Linked DNA regions of Triticum aestivum: region 1 is linked to region 2. The links are chromatin contacts, called in public Hi-C maps. All regions are on one chromosome and are shown on one strand. The core of a region is the stretch at or near the end of the contact, and the rest is flanking DNA. Distances in the headings are between cores, read along the strand shown. Region 1 holds the start of LOC123071186 (60S ribosomal protein L24). Region 2 holds the start of LOC123071180 (NADH--cytochrome b5 reductase 1).

The links. A called contact is a pair of places that touch in the nucleus more often than the background predicts.
Region 1: a Hi-C map of leaf shows a contact between it and region 2, with 8 times the contacts expected there. The contact joins the promoter of LOC123071186 here to the promoter of LOC123071180 in region 2. A contact is called at or near these places in 2 of 5 Hi-C or Micro-C datasets (both in leaf).

Annotation. Positions count from the first base shown.
Region 1 is chr3B:598,487,608-598,494,440 of IWGSC CS RefSeq v2.1, reverse strand. LOC123071186 (60S ribosomal protein L24) reads right to left here and starts at 3,963. Exons shown (of 6, transcript XM_044494697.1): 1 at 3,842-3,963; 2 at 2,639-2,684; 3 at 2,477-2,552; 4 at 2,237-2,338; 5 at 1,671-1,819; 6 at 1,177-1,520. The coding sequence starts at 2,649. The coding sequence ends at 1,370. It overlaps LOC123071185 (zinc finger protein VAR3, chloroplastic), which reads right to left. Exons shown (of 5, transcript XM_044494696.1): 5 at 4,549-6,833. The coding sequence ends at 4,819. LOC123071187 (pentatricopeptide repeat-containing protein At2g22410, mitochondrial) reads left to right here. Exons shown (of 2, transcript XM_044494699.1): 2 at 1-218. The coding sequence ends at 67.
Region 2 is chr3B:597,570,303-597,576,974 of IWGSC CS RefSeq v2.1, reverse strand. LOC123071180 (NADH--cytochrome b5 reductase 1) reads left to right here and starts at 3,136. Exons shown (of 9, transcript XM_044494692.1): 1 at 3,136-3,268; 2 at 4,106-4,247; 3 at 4,346-4,436; 4 at 4,569-4,646; 5 at 4,792-4,872; 6 at 4,972-5,061; 7 at 5,721-5,786; 8 at 6,479-6,565. The coding sequence starts at 3,157.

The sequences.
Region 1 (6,833 bases), core at 2,714-5,213, 920 kb before region 2:
GGTCAGGCAGCGGATGGAAGATAGTCGTGTGAGGAAACCGCCCGCTTGCAGTGTCGTCGACTGCTGACCCTGCTAGCTATAGAGTGATGCTCGGGTCCATGGACCGAGAGAATGATGTTAATTATTCTGTAGCCAATTTTGTCATAACGATGTGAATAATGCAAAGCCAGAAGAAAGGATGCACGCCCGTAGGCACACATTACTTTTATTTAAGGATACATAGATGATATGCATACAAACAACATTGATATATGCATATAAACAACAGAAAACTGCATACCGCCGTTGCCAGAGAAGGAAAGCATCCCTAGCCAGGAGCCGTTAATGCGCTAAGGCTGGATCTAGCCCGATAAGGAACATCAATCGGAGTCCGTTAATGAGCTAAAGGCTGGATCTAGCCCGATAAGAAACACCAATCGGAGTCCGAGCCTCTTCAACGCCAGCTTCAGGGTCAACGCCAACCCGCCCTTCAACAGGCGTATTCTCCACCATCTTCCTCAAATCCGCATCAGTCATCACCGTCGCACTCCAAGAGCAACTCATCACCACCGCCATGCCAAGGTGCAACAGGCGGTCGTATTCTCCACCATCTTCCTCAAATCCGCATCAGTCATCACCGTCGCACTCCAAAAACAACTCATCGCCACTGCCATGCCAAGATGCAACACCAGATAGTAACCGCACTGACAGCTTGGAGCCTTGGACCCCACAAGCTATCGTCGGCGCCTGCAACACCTACAACGAGCAGGAGCACGGGCTGGGAGATCATTATTCCTATGAGCACCATGACATCACGGGCTGGAAGATCATTATTCGTATGAGCACCATGACATCGGCAGAGGAAACTCGAAAACCACTCTAAAAACATGCCTGGACAAGTGCTCGAAAACCTCTATAAGACTAAAACATGCTTGGACGAGAGAGACCGGAGCTCCCCTCCCCCTCACGATGCCAATACGATGATAGGAAAGGAAGGGGAGCGACGAAATCACCGCCTCACTTCTATTCACAATGTGCCATGCAGGTGAAACCATTCGATGCTCTTGCTCCTATAAATCTCATTGTTTTGATTTTCTAAGTATATACAGCAAGACTTAAAAGCTATTGAATTAGGACGGGAGACTAGGAACTTCGAATAATGAGCAAGCGCCCGCTGCAATGAGAAAACTAGCCAAGTGACAAGAACCAACATAAGTACCATTCATTATAAATAAACTCATCGAGACAATCCAAAACGTTAACACCATTCAGCCTCACAGATAAGGTGCAAATTCAAGATGGCGGGGTAATAACTTGACAAAGGTCTATGATAGTAGGATAGGAAACAAGGCTAGGCAGCACAATTCTATGTCTATGGCGTAATCGACTTTCAACGCTTCCCGCCGCCACCGCCAATCTTTGGGCCCTTGGAACCCTTCTGCACGGCGCCCTTGCCCCCCTGTGACTTCTGGGACTTGGTCACCTCTGCCTTCTTGGCCTTCTTCTCATCCTTGGTCTTCTTGATGCGCTCCTTGATCTCACTGCAACATGATGAATCAAGGGTAAGATGATTGAAAAGCAAACAATAATATCAACAGCTGCTAGAATATCCAAAGATATCAGTTTTTGCAACAGAAGATTTAGGAGTAGACACAATGCAGGAACAGCAATAAAGAGATAGAATATGTTACCGGAGAGCAGCTTCTCGGGCAGCATCACGGACTTCAGGCTTCTCAGCCCTCTTCTTCTGGATAACTTCCAGAGTGGCACCAACAATCGACCGTGAGTACGGCTTCTTGGTGGTGCGGCGCCTCTTCTTGGCAGCCTCAGCATGGATGTCCTATTGACACATCGAAGCACATCCCAGTAAATATGCATGACAGGACAAATCAGTACCCAAAAACAAAAAATAATCCTTTGTTGCAGCAAACACAAGAAGTCACATATCATGAGGCTTAAGATTACAGAAGGAATGGCACGCATGAATACAGGCATGCTAACAGAAGCAGTGATCTATAAATAACATAACAAATGTGATCTAATTGTTTGTTATAAATACCAACGCACAAGCATATCAAACTGTAGGGAGGAATTTGCCCTCAAATTAATGACAGGTGAAATGCAAATTACAAAATAACCAAGTTCATGCGAGCTAATTCTAGCAACATTTCTTCGGCATAAAAAAGGATAATACAGTAACTGCATGCTGGACAATGATGGTCTAAAAATGAATAACTTAGCAGCCAAAATGTGATACCTTCTTGTGCTGCTTCCTGTACATTGCTGTCCAGCAAAGCTTTGCAGGCTTCAGGCGGTTGTGGAAGTAGCGCTTGCATTTTGAGTTGGCAAAGAGGAAAACCTGCAGCACAAAATATCTGAATCATTAGTGGGTTGTTCCTGTTTGAAGAAGAATCAACATAAAAAAGTTCTAGGCTTAATACTGATGACCTAGACCATTCAACAACAATATAAGTGACCTTAACATAACAAAGTTTACCTGCGAATCCGAACGAATGAACCTGATACCCTTCCCAGGGTAAATCTTCTGGCCGCTAAAACGGCAGAGCTCGGTCCTGTAGAACAAATGAAACAACAATTTGAGCACAGTGCTATCAAACTAAAAAGAAGACAAGCTAATTTGCAAAAACATATAGCTTACTTCAGAACCATCTTCTCAGCCTTAGAGAACTTTCACAAGCTCCTACCTAAAAATGAGATCAGAACAAACATGAGCAACACTTAATAAGTGCATAAAGCAAGTAACACAAAAGAACAATCAACAACAAAGCAGGCTCTTTAGCATAGAATGACCACAAAGCACAATCATCAAAACCTCATAACCAGAGTGTAAATTGTGTACCCATGTTCATCTTTCATACTAAAGTGTGTGGTATCGGGCGACTACTGGCTGCAGAAAGTGGAGTAAATCTCTGCTGCAAAGCGGGTTCCCTGTTTCTCTTGCACAATAAAAATATGGCAACTGTGCAACCAGAACGGCTACCATGCCTCAGTACTTGTGCTCTGGTCCAAACGAGCGAACCTACTGGTCACGAGAAGTTGAATCTCTTACGACCTTAGGCCCATGAGTTAGCTGTACTCATAGAAGAAACTCTTGACACAAACAATGTCAGATGTGCATCCCGCACAAGAATCAAATGGGTGATGTTGGGCGACTACTGGCGGCAGAAAGTAGAGTTCAATCTCTGCTGCAAAGCGGGTTCCCATGTCTCTCTTGCACAACAAATAAATGGCAACTGAGCAACCAGAACGGCTACCGTGCCTCAGTACTTGTGCTCTGGATCCTACTTTACACAAACATAGAATAACAAAACACCTGAAGCGTAAAAGGCTGGGTGATTATTGGGTCACCGGCAGCACAAACACAAAGAAGCAACTGCTGCATACTGCGTACCCATGCACATCTTGCACAGTAAAGATTAGGCCGCCGGAAACTACAACAGCAAATCTGTGTCGGGTGCCCCAGTACCTGTGCAAGATCTCACGAACAGCAGGCAGATACTCACTCAACCAATGAAACTAATGGACGCGTCCAGGTCACGGAACAACAAACCCCATTGCGCGCTCCACCGCGACTAAAGATTGGACTCACGGAAAACGAACGCATCTCGGACACCCGCGACGGCGAAACCCTAGGAACAAAGCTACTGCCGGTGACCTAGGCTACGAATCGAGAGACGCGGCCGCCTATCATCGGATCCAAACCAACCAGACCTTGCGAAACGAAACGGAAGAACTGGCGGAGGAGCGGCGCGGCGGAAGGAGGGGCGGCGGCCGGACGGATTGACCTAGGAGGACGGGGGAGATGGGTCGGAGGAGAGGGAGGAGAGGATGGGAGGGATACCTTGGGCGAGGAGGAGGCGCGGCGGCGGCGGATGGGGGGAAGTGGGGGGAGATGTGTGCCGCGGGTAGGGTTTTGATGACCTCGCGAGGGGTGGGGTGGGGTGGGCGCGGGGTTGTTGGGCTAATGGGCCGCTCGAGTAGGGTTGCTGATTGGAGCCCACTGTTGCTGGACCGGGTTTTTCGTTTTGTAGCCCCTTTCTCATTTCTCGTGCCGCGTCTTTTCTGGGCGATCCCTAAAAAAAACGTCTTTTCTGGGCGAGGCCTCCTGTTCTTTTTTTTTCGAGGGGTGACGCCTCCTCGTGTGTTTTTTTTCGGGGGTAAAGAAGTTTTATTTCATGATAACAGATTTATTGTTTTTTTTAGGGGTAACAGATTTATTGTTAAGAGACAAGAATACGTCCACGAGGTGGAGTCAGAAAAATTGTATCAGTGCGGTTAAAACTGATCAGGGAGGGCCAAACCACTGAAAAAACTGATTTTTCGCATCAAACAATCACTATTTTTCACTGTTCATTAGCAAATATGCACTAAATCCCAGATATTAGGGCCCCCCATCTTCGCCAGTCGCCACTGGTAGCCCTGTGGCACATTCAGTGCGGCTGTATCTTACCAGCCATCTGTTACTCTATTCTGACTACGATAAAGTTTTTGAGAAATAAACACCCGAGCCTCACTCAGGGCTTTGATCTTCAAAGCAAGATGACTACATGGAGAACGACGCGCAAATTATTTGATGATTGCACTCACGGTTTCAGGTACAACAACAAATGTATACAACTGATACACGTAACAAATTAAACAGCAAATCCCTACTGGTCGAGAACAAAACTTTTGGATATAAGAAAAAATGTTCTGGGTGTTCAGCTGTTTCCTCCGCGTGGATTTCTTCGCCTTGCTGCTTATTATCACGATCAGAAGTAAAAGTATATATCCTTGTGTAAACTCTTCGCTCTTTCATCAGAATAGATATGCCTGCTTTCAGCTACCATCTTTGTCAGGCTCGGAGCTTACGATCGGTAGGTTCCTTCTGTACTGAGGAGAAGTCAATCTCCTCTCCAATGGCGTCTTCCTCTTGCTCACCACGAATCTGTTCACCCCCTTCCTCATTGGCATTATCTCGGGGAAGTCCTCGTCGGGAATGTTGGCAAGCTCGGAGATGTCCTTTATCTGCGCTGCCCTCCTGAACCATCTCTCGGCCTTGGCTTCCTCGGACATGTCCAGGGGATCGGGGTCCTTCACAGCAGAGCCTTCTAAGCTCTTTCCAGTATAACCTCCACCTCCGTAGCTTGAGTAGCCTGTTCCTTGATTAGGGTTAGTGGAATCAATGCCAGTAGTAGAAACCCTACTATCAGGATGTGAACCACTCCAATTTTGGTTGTTGTTGCTGCTCCAAGAATTGCTGTTGCTGTGATTACTATAGCCGGGCGAATAAGATGGTTGTGCAGAATAGCTTCCCTGATTGTAAGTAGATGTATCTCGACCCTCGTTGAAGCTCCCCTGAGAGTAGTTTGTGTTCAGAGTGTTCGAAGAGCCACTGGATTGACCACCTGCCTGATGAGGTTGTGTCTGATACTGATAGCTGCTAGATCCACCTCTGCCATCACTAAACCTCCCCTGGGACTGGGAGTAGTTTGTGTTCCAAGAACCAGTATTTGAAGTTCCACTAGATCGATCGCCCACCTCACGAGGTTGCTGTTGATGCTGATAGTTGTTAGATCCACCTCTGCCATCATTAAAACTCCCCTGGGACTGGGAGTAGTTTGTGTTCCAAGAACCAGTATTTGAAGTTCCACTAGATCGATCACCCACCTCACAAGGTTGCTGTTGATGCTGATAGTTGTTAGATCCACCTCTGCCATCATTAAAACTCCCCTGGGACTGGGAGTAGTTTGTGTTCCAAGCGCCAGTATTTGAAGTTCCACTAGATCGACCACCCGCCTCATGAGGTTGCTGTTGATGCTGATAGTTGCTAGCTCCACCTCTGCCATCATTAAACCTCCCGGGGGAGTAGTTTGTGTTCAAAGCACCAGTATTTGAAGTTCCCCGAGATCGATCACCGACCTCATGGGGTTGCTGTTGATGCTGATAGTTGCTAGATCCTCCTCTGACATCAGTAGACGTCCCCTGGGAGTAGTTTGGATTCCAGGCGCCTGAATTTGGTGTACCAGCAGATCTATCACCCACCCCATAAGGTTGTTGTTGATACTGCTGGCTGCTGCTTCCACCACGTGTATAACCACCTGGACTCGAGCTCTGCTGAGAGTAATTCCTATTCGAGTTCTCATTATTCATGATGCTACTTCCCTGAGGGCCAATCACCTGTGAGGTGTTTTGGCTATTTCCCGAATGTCTTGATGAAGCATTTGTTTCTGGCAGCTTATCAGTTGATGGAGAACTTTCTGACACTATTCCTGTATCTGGAGTACTCTCTGCTGGCGCATCTTTCTTGGCAAAATAATCAGGAGGAAATGGAACAAACGGGACGAAATCAGAATTGTCAGCCTGCTCAAGCACACTGCGCCTCTGGTACTGTGGTGATGTCAGCAAGCGGTCTTTTTTCTTACTAATAACAAACCGATTCTCACCCTTCCTCATTGGCATAATATCAGGAAAGTCTTCATCAGAAATAGCACTTGAAAGGTCATTTACACTATCGAGTTCTGCGACTTTCTTGGACCATTTCTCAGCAGTATCTAATGACTTATCGACATCTCTCCTCTCAGTTGATGCCTGTGTGATATCGGGTGCGGAACTACCAGTTTCCTTATTTATTTGACTGTCCCTATCTGCCTGTTCATTAGTCTTTGCATTCTGTGGCTTGGTAAACAGATCAGCAGATAATGGCACAAAAGGAACGGGGTCGATATCACCAAGATGGCCTGTTAATTTCCTGGGAGTCTCAGCAGTTACACCCCCATTATCAGACTGATTGTTTGGGGCAGAAGTAGATGCCGAACGCCCAAGTATCCTGTCTAAAGTTTGACTAATCTTGG
Region 2 (6,672 bases), core at 1,887-4,386:
ACAAACTATGACCAAACCTTAGTTGTGACACGAAGGTGGACATGCAACTGGAGTACTTGCAAAAAATGCCACAATTGCGAGTTGAGGGTTGACTGGACACTGGGGACAGTTTTGACTTGATGATTGATTTGCAACCGGGACAAATTACAACTTTGAAAGAAAAATTGTTCGTGAATCGAGGGTGGATTTGTAAAACTGGGCAACTAAAACTATAAAAAATTCGATTGCTAGATGGCTACTTGCAAATGAAGTGACTACAAACTGCAAAAAAGGCCAAAATCCGGAGTCAAGAGGGGTTTACACTTGCATAGACAGTAGAAATTTGATATGGAAAAAGTGCATCAAACAAAAAAGGTAAAGAAAAAAATAAATTGGCTAATAACAAAAAAGGACACTGATGACATGGGCAAAAAAATACATACCTAAAAATGATTAAAAGAAAAAAGTAAATGGTGAAATATATCTAAACAACTTCTTCTGAAAAATGACATGAACATGAGCGATTGCAATATCAAAAAAAAAACTCACAACCATTGGCCATTGTGCAAACTTCCTTCACTTCCGTATGCACAAGACTGAGCCTATGACGACGTGAGCTCAACACTTCGAGCTCAAAACAAACAAAGGCCGGCCCAACAAAAAAAACAAGAACCAGCCCGCCCCGTTGTAGCCCTCCGTCCGTAACAACGCGACACCCACGGTCGCGAGTCGAGCGGATCGCTCGTGCACGAAATTAAAGACACATAGATCCGATGGTTAAACACTTAGATTTGAGATCACTAAAAAACATCTAGATGTGAGTTAGCCATTTCATTAAGAAAATCCCATCCAACTAGACTTAGTTACAAGTATTTACATATAAGGATTTATTTTTAGCAAAAGGTAAAGAAAATGTTAAAAAAGAAAAGTCAAATGATAACAACAACAAAAAATACAAAAAATAGGACAAAAGATAAGTCACGTGAATCAAGATCTGCAGGGTAGCTTTCCCTATTAATCTGCAGACATGAAAAAAAGCAGACAAAAAACATGAGTATGGACTGTGGTAGCTGGCGCCTAGTAATGCGCTGGTGCATGTCGCTACAGCTTGGACAAACAGGCCGACAAAACAAAACGACTTCGGCTGCCGTGCCCGCGTCCCTGCACGAGAAAAAAACGGCACGCATGAATCTCTGCATCTTTAGATCGGATGGCTAGAGATGTGAATGAGACCAATTTATTTCTCAGCTAGCTGAGTTTTAGCAAACCCGTTTTTTTTTCCGAAAAAACTTTCAATCTATTCATCTTCAATCATGGCAGTACAACGAATACCAGAAATAAAAATTACATCCAGATTCGTAGACCACCTAGCGACGACTACAAGCACCGAAGCGAGCCGAAGGCGCGCCGCCGTCATCGCCCCTCCATCGCCGGAGCCGGGCATAACTTGTTGTAGTAGACAGTTGGAAAGTCGTCGTGCTAAGGCCCCATAGGACCAGCACCCAAGAACAGCAACCGCCGCCGATGAAAAATAACGTAAATCGGAAGGATCCAAACCGAAGACACATGAACGTAGACGAACAACGACGAGATCCGAGCAAATCCACCAAAGATAGATCTGCCGGAGACACACCTCCACACGCTCACCAACGATGCTAGACGCACTGCCGGAACGAGGGCTAGGAGGGGAGACCTTTATTCCATCTTCAGGGAGCCGCCGCCGTCTCGCCTTCCCGAGTAGGACACAAACCCTAACAAGATTGAAAAAAACGACTAAAAACGGAGCCCTCTCGCCGGCCCTTGCCAGGATCCACCACGCCTCCATGGCCCTAGGGAGACGAGGCGGACCTGCGCCGGCGCCGGCGAGAGACACAAACCCTAACTTTCTTTCTTGGAGGAGGAGGAGGAGGTGGAGGAAGAGAGAACGGAGTTTGCGTTACTGACACCCCTTAACGATACAAGAAGGAATCACTCCCCCGACACGATGGACCCTAGCTTCTTAGCTCCCGCGGTGACCCAAAACGGTGCATCCCTTTTTGATGTTGTCAGCAATAACCATAAGCGAAGTGTCCTTGCCACGGAAGACGCGAGCGTTTGTCTTATTCCATATCATCCACGTGGTGAGCATGGTGAGCAAGGCCATGCCCTTCCGGTTGGGAAGGGAATCATCGGTCATCCCAAGCCACCAATCTAAGATAGAATGCCTCAGTGGCCAAGTGGAGGTATCAACATGAATGAGTTTCTCCCTTTCAAGCTGGTGGAAAGTGTCAAGTGTGCGGCTGCTGCTCCGCCTCCATAGTCCATACATGACCAAGTCTAACCAATCAGCCGAGCCGGTGGACCGGTCCGACCGCTGGCAATGCAGACGCACAAGTGGCGTGGTGGTAGAAAGCGGTCTAAACAAGTGACCAAGCCCGCCGATGCCAATTGAAAAACTGACCAGACCAGAGCATCTATCTATCGATCTACTACCAATCAATCCACGTTGGGATGAGGGAGCCATTCCGGTCGATCACAGAGCTGGGCCCAGCGTCCCATACCCAGACAGCGATTGATGCGAGCACGAAATTACTCTCCCAACCCCCGCTGTGGCGATGCACTAAACATGCATTACCAGCAAAATGAGTTCATCCACATGCTTAGCTTCAGTTCGTGATTCTCGAATGACACGCAGGAAATCGCCTTTTGTTCAGACTAGACTGCAATGTGCCGTGTCATCACAGTTTGGTACCACTAGCATTTCTGAAGCTACTTTTGCAGTGTGCTCACCGAGACACACCTGAAATTCAGGCTCTGTTTGCGTCTCTGAAGGTACTTTTGCAGTGTATTCACAGTTTCTGAAGGTGCTTTTGCACACCTGAAATTCAGACTCTGTGTTTTGAACTGTGGCGAGGGCAAAAGGGCGAATACGACCTCGCGATCTCCGCCACCGCACCGCGCCGCGCCCACAGGTCTCACCAGTCACCACCGGCGGTTTCCGTCTTACCAGTCACCACCACCGCACCCCACCTACCCCCGCTCCCGCAGCTAACCCCGCGCCCGCCCCGTCTTCTAATTCCAAACCCAGCTAAATCTCGCACCAAACACCGCAGCCCGAGGCACCCAACCAACCAACCCCCGCCCCGAGCGTCGCGAGGGAGACAGACAGACAGACAGCCGCGCGGGAGGAAGGGGGCCATGGATTTCCTGCAGGGGCGGAGCGTCGAGACCATGGTGGCCGTCGCCGTAGCGGTCGTCGCCGTCGCCGTGGGCGCCGCACTCCTCCTCTGCCGGTCCAAGAGGCCCAAGGGTATGTATGTATCCGCGTATGGCTGTGCTGTGCATATTTCGGCAGATAGACGCATGCTTACATGAGATGCCTGTGATTTCGCATGCGATCTGGTGTCCTGGTGGGCCGGAGTCGCAACAGCTTTCAGTTAGTTTCCGATGAGAGGCCGTGGAGCCGCGAATTCGGCCATTGTACTGTGAAAATTGCTGAATTGGTTTGTGAGCGGGTGCTTTTCGTGGTGACAGACACTACCTGCTTCCTGCTTCCTGCTGGGCTTGGTCTGGGCAGTGGCCGTTTACTGTGTCGATGCCGCTCGCTATATGGAGATGATAAACCAATGAAGTGTTTGTTTTCCTAACTGAACTGAACCAGCCAAGTATTGTTCGTGTTTAGACAGGTCTGTTGAACGACTAGAAGATATGAGCCGCGGTTATTTTTACCTGCTGGCTCCATTTCAGGACGGCCTAACCGCCTAAGCAGAGCTGTGCCACGGGCAGATTTTCCCCATTTGTCTTGCTTGATTTAGTCTTGCCATGTTATCATGAGTAGTACTTGAAAAGAAGCGTTGCATACTGGCTAACATCTATTACGCTTGTTGTGAGATTATGGATTTGGATGGGTTACTGATGTGAGTTTAATAACTGTGCACCTGTTATTCTGCAAAAAAAATTAAAAATTGTTTGGTTTGCTGCGTGGTTCTGTAGAATTTTTAAGTAATTGCTTGTGGAATTTCACACCTCATTCTAGCATTCATTACTTCTTCCATTCTTTGTTTCATCAACCAAATAAAAAAATTGCTCGAGCATTCTTTCTGCTGGAGCTTAATGTCATTCTTGGTGCTCTTTTTGCTGTCATCAGGCTGCTTGGATCCTGAGAACTTCAGGAAGTTTAAACTTGTGGAAAAGACACAAATAAGCCATAATGTTGCCAAATTCCGATTTGCTCTTCCAACCCCTACCTCTGTGTTAGGCCTTCCAATTGGTCAACATATCAGTTGCAGGTTTGAATTATGTGCTGCTTCTAAATTCTGAAGTTTGCTTTTATAATGTATACTTCTTTCAAACTTTAATCATGTTAATGTTCCCTCCTTTTATTCAGAGGTCAAGATGCTACCGGTGAAGAAGTAATCAAGCCTTACACACCTACTACATTGGATTCTGATCTTGGAAATTTTCAGCTTGTTATAAAGGTATGTGTTCATTTCTTTATACTACAATAATATTGGTTAACAATCTTATCTTTTTGCTCCACATGATTGTGTGTTCAGCTGTAGTTTCTTCACCTTTTCTTTTTTTAATATTTCCCTTTCCCCATAATTCAGATGTACCCTCAAGGAAGAATGTCGCATCACTTCCGTGAAATGAAAGTTGGTGATTATATGTCTGTAAAGGGACCTAAGGTAACACTCTTTTTTATCATGAGCAACCTGTGTTAGTTTCATAAGAAATAGCTGCACAGGTGTTGTTATTTATAGTCCACATTCCCAATGTCATGCTTATTTGCCATCTAATTATAAGTTTAACATGATTTGTTCTCTGATCTAGGGTCGTTTCAAGTACCAAGTAGGACAAGTGAGAGCTTTCGGAATGCTGGCTGGTGGATCTGGCATCACTCCGATGTTCCAAGTAAAAAAAAAAGTTCAAACAAAGTTCTATATTGCAGTCAATGATGCTACAGACCCGTTTGTTTGGTTTCCACTAACAATCTTTTTTCTGTTCTCACAGGTTGCAAGGGCAATTCTCGAGAACCCTAATGACAAAACGAAGGTTCATCTAGTCTATGCAAATGTCACACCTGAAGACATTCTTCTGAAGGTGGAATCGCCATCCTTTTTTCTGTAGAAACTCTTTTTTGGTTTTCGTGCAGTCTCTGATACAGAAACCATATGATGTTAACCCATTAGACCAGAGTTACTGTGAGCATATTTGACACATTTAGTAGAACTTTATAAGGTTGTTATCAGCGATGTATCTATTCCGTATAGTTGTTGATGATATAACACTTACTCCCTCCGTTCCGAATTACTTGTCTTGGATTTGTCTAGATACAGATTTATCTAGACTCATTTTAGTGGTAGATACATCCGTATCTAGACAAATCCAAGACAAGTAATTCGGAACGGAGGGAGTAGATGCCAAATATTGTTTCCTCTTATTCCCTCTAGGATATTTTAGTGTAAAATATCTAGAATGTCTAAGGTGATTCAGAACTTGTGCACAACTTGTACCGCAGTAAAAGGGAACTAGTCACACAGAGTAATTTGTAACTGAAACTTGCATATAACTTCCCTTGCTTTCTTTTTTATTGTAAATATTAAACCATCTATAACTGAATACATGAATTACAAAGTTACTCAAATCATGAAAGCAGCATGGGCTTGAGCTAAGGGATGTCCTTGTATGATGGATGCGCTTCACTAGTACTGTGCTATTTTGCTTGGTACTGACTTCATAGGTCTGTTTAATCTGTGCAGGAAGAGCTGGACAGCCTGGCCGAAGAATATCCTGACCGCTTCAAGATCTTCTACGTGTTGAATCAGGTGCACCCTATGTTCTTCTCATCTTTTAACTAGTTGTGCATATCAAATATTATTCAAATCAGTACACTGCATTTATAATGCGGAAGCACGCGAGTAATTCTGTTTGGAAACAATGGAATCAGGACTTCTCCATTCATTGGGAACTACTCCCTCCGTTCCTAAATACTTATCTTTCTAGTCATTTCAACAAGTGACTACATATGGAGCAAAATGAGTGAATCTACACTCTAAAATATGTCTATATACATCCGTATGTAGTAGTCATTTGAAATGTCTAGAAAAACAAATATTTAGGAACGGAGGGAGTAGTATAAGTAGGTGCAGAATTTCTGCTATGACTCTCACGGCAGTAACATCGGACAGGCTGTTGATCGTTGAACACATGGTAACGTAGTGCTGCTAGATAATTGCAGGACAGAGCTGTATGCATAATACCGGTCACACAGATAGGTTTTGAATAGTGTTGGACTACTTAAAATGATTGAAGATAGTATGTGCTAAATATATTTTGGTTGAATGAATACCATGTTCTGAAATAAATCCGCATTGTGAATTTGTCTTTTATCTGCTAAACAACTGTGCGCTCTCATTACCCCCAGTTGTATGGTACAGAGTTACATCCAGAGTCACGACTTCCATTGCACTATGAAGGCATTTGCAACAGAATCTCATACTGTCGTTTGCGTTTGCAGCCTCCTGAAGTCTGGAATGGTGGTGTTGGCTTTGTGTCCCAGGACATGATTAAGACTCACTGTCCAGCACCTGCTGAGGATATCCAGGTAAAACTCAAGTCTTCATCCCTTGGAACTTTGTTTACAAGCAAGTGGCAAGTGGTCGTTTTCATGGAAACTCCGATATGTACCGTGTCCCCGAGATAATCCATGTT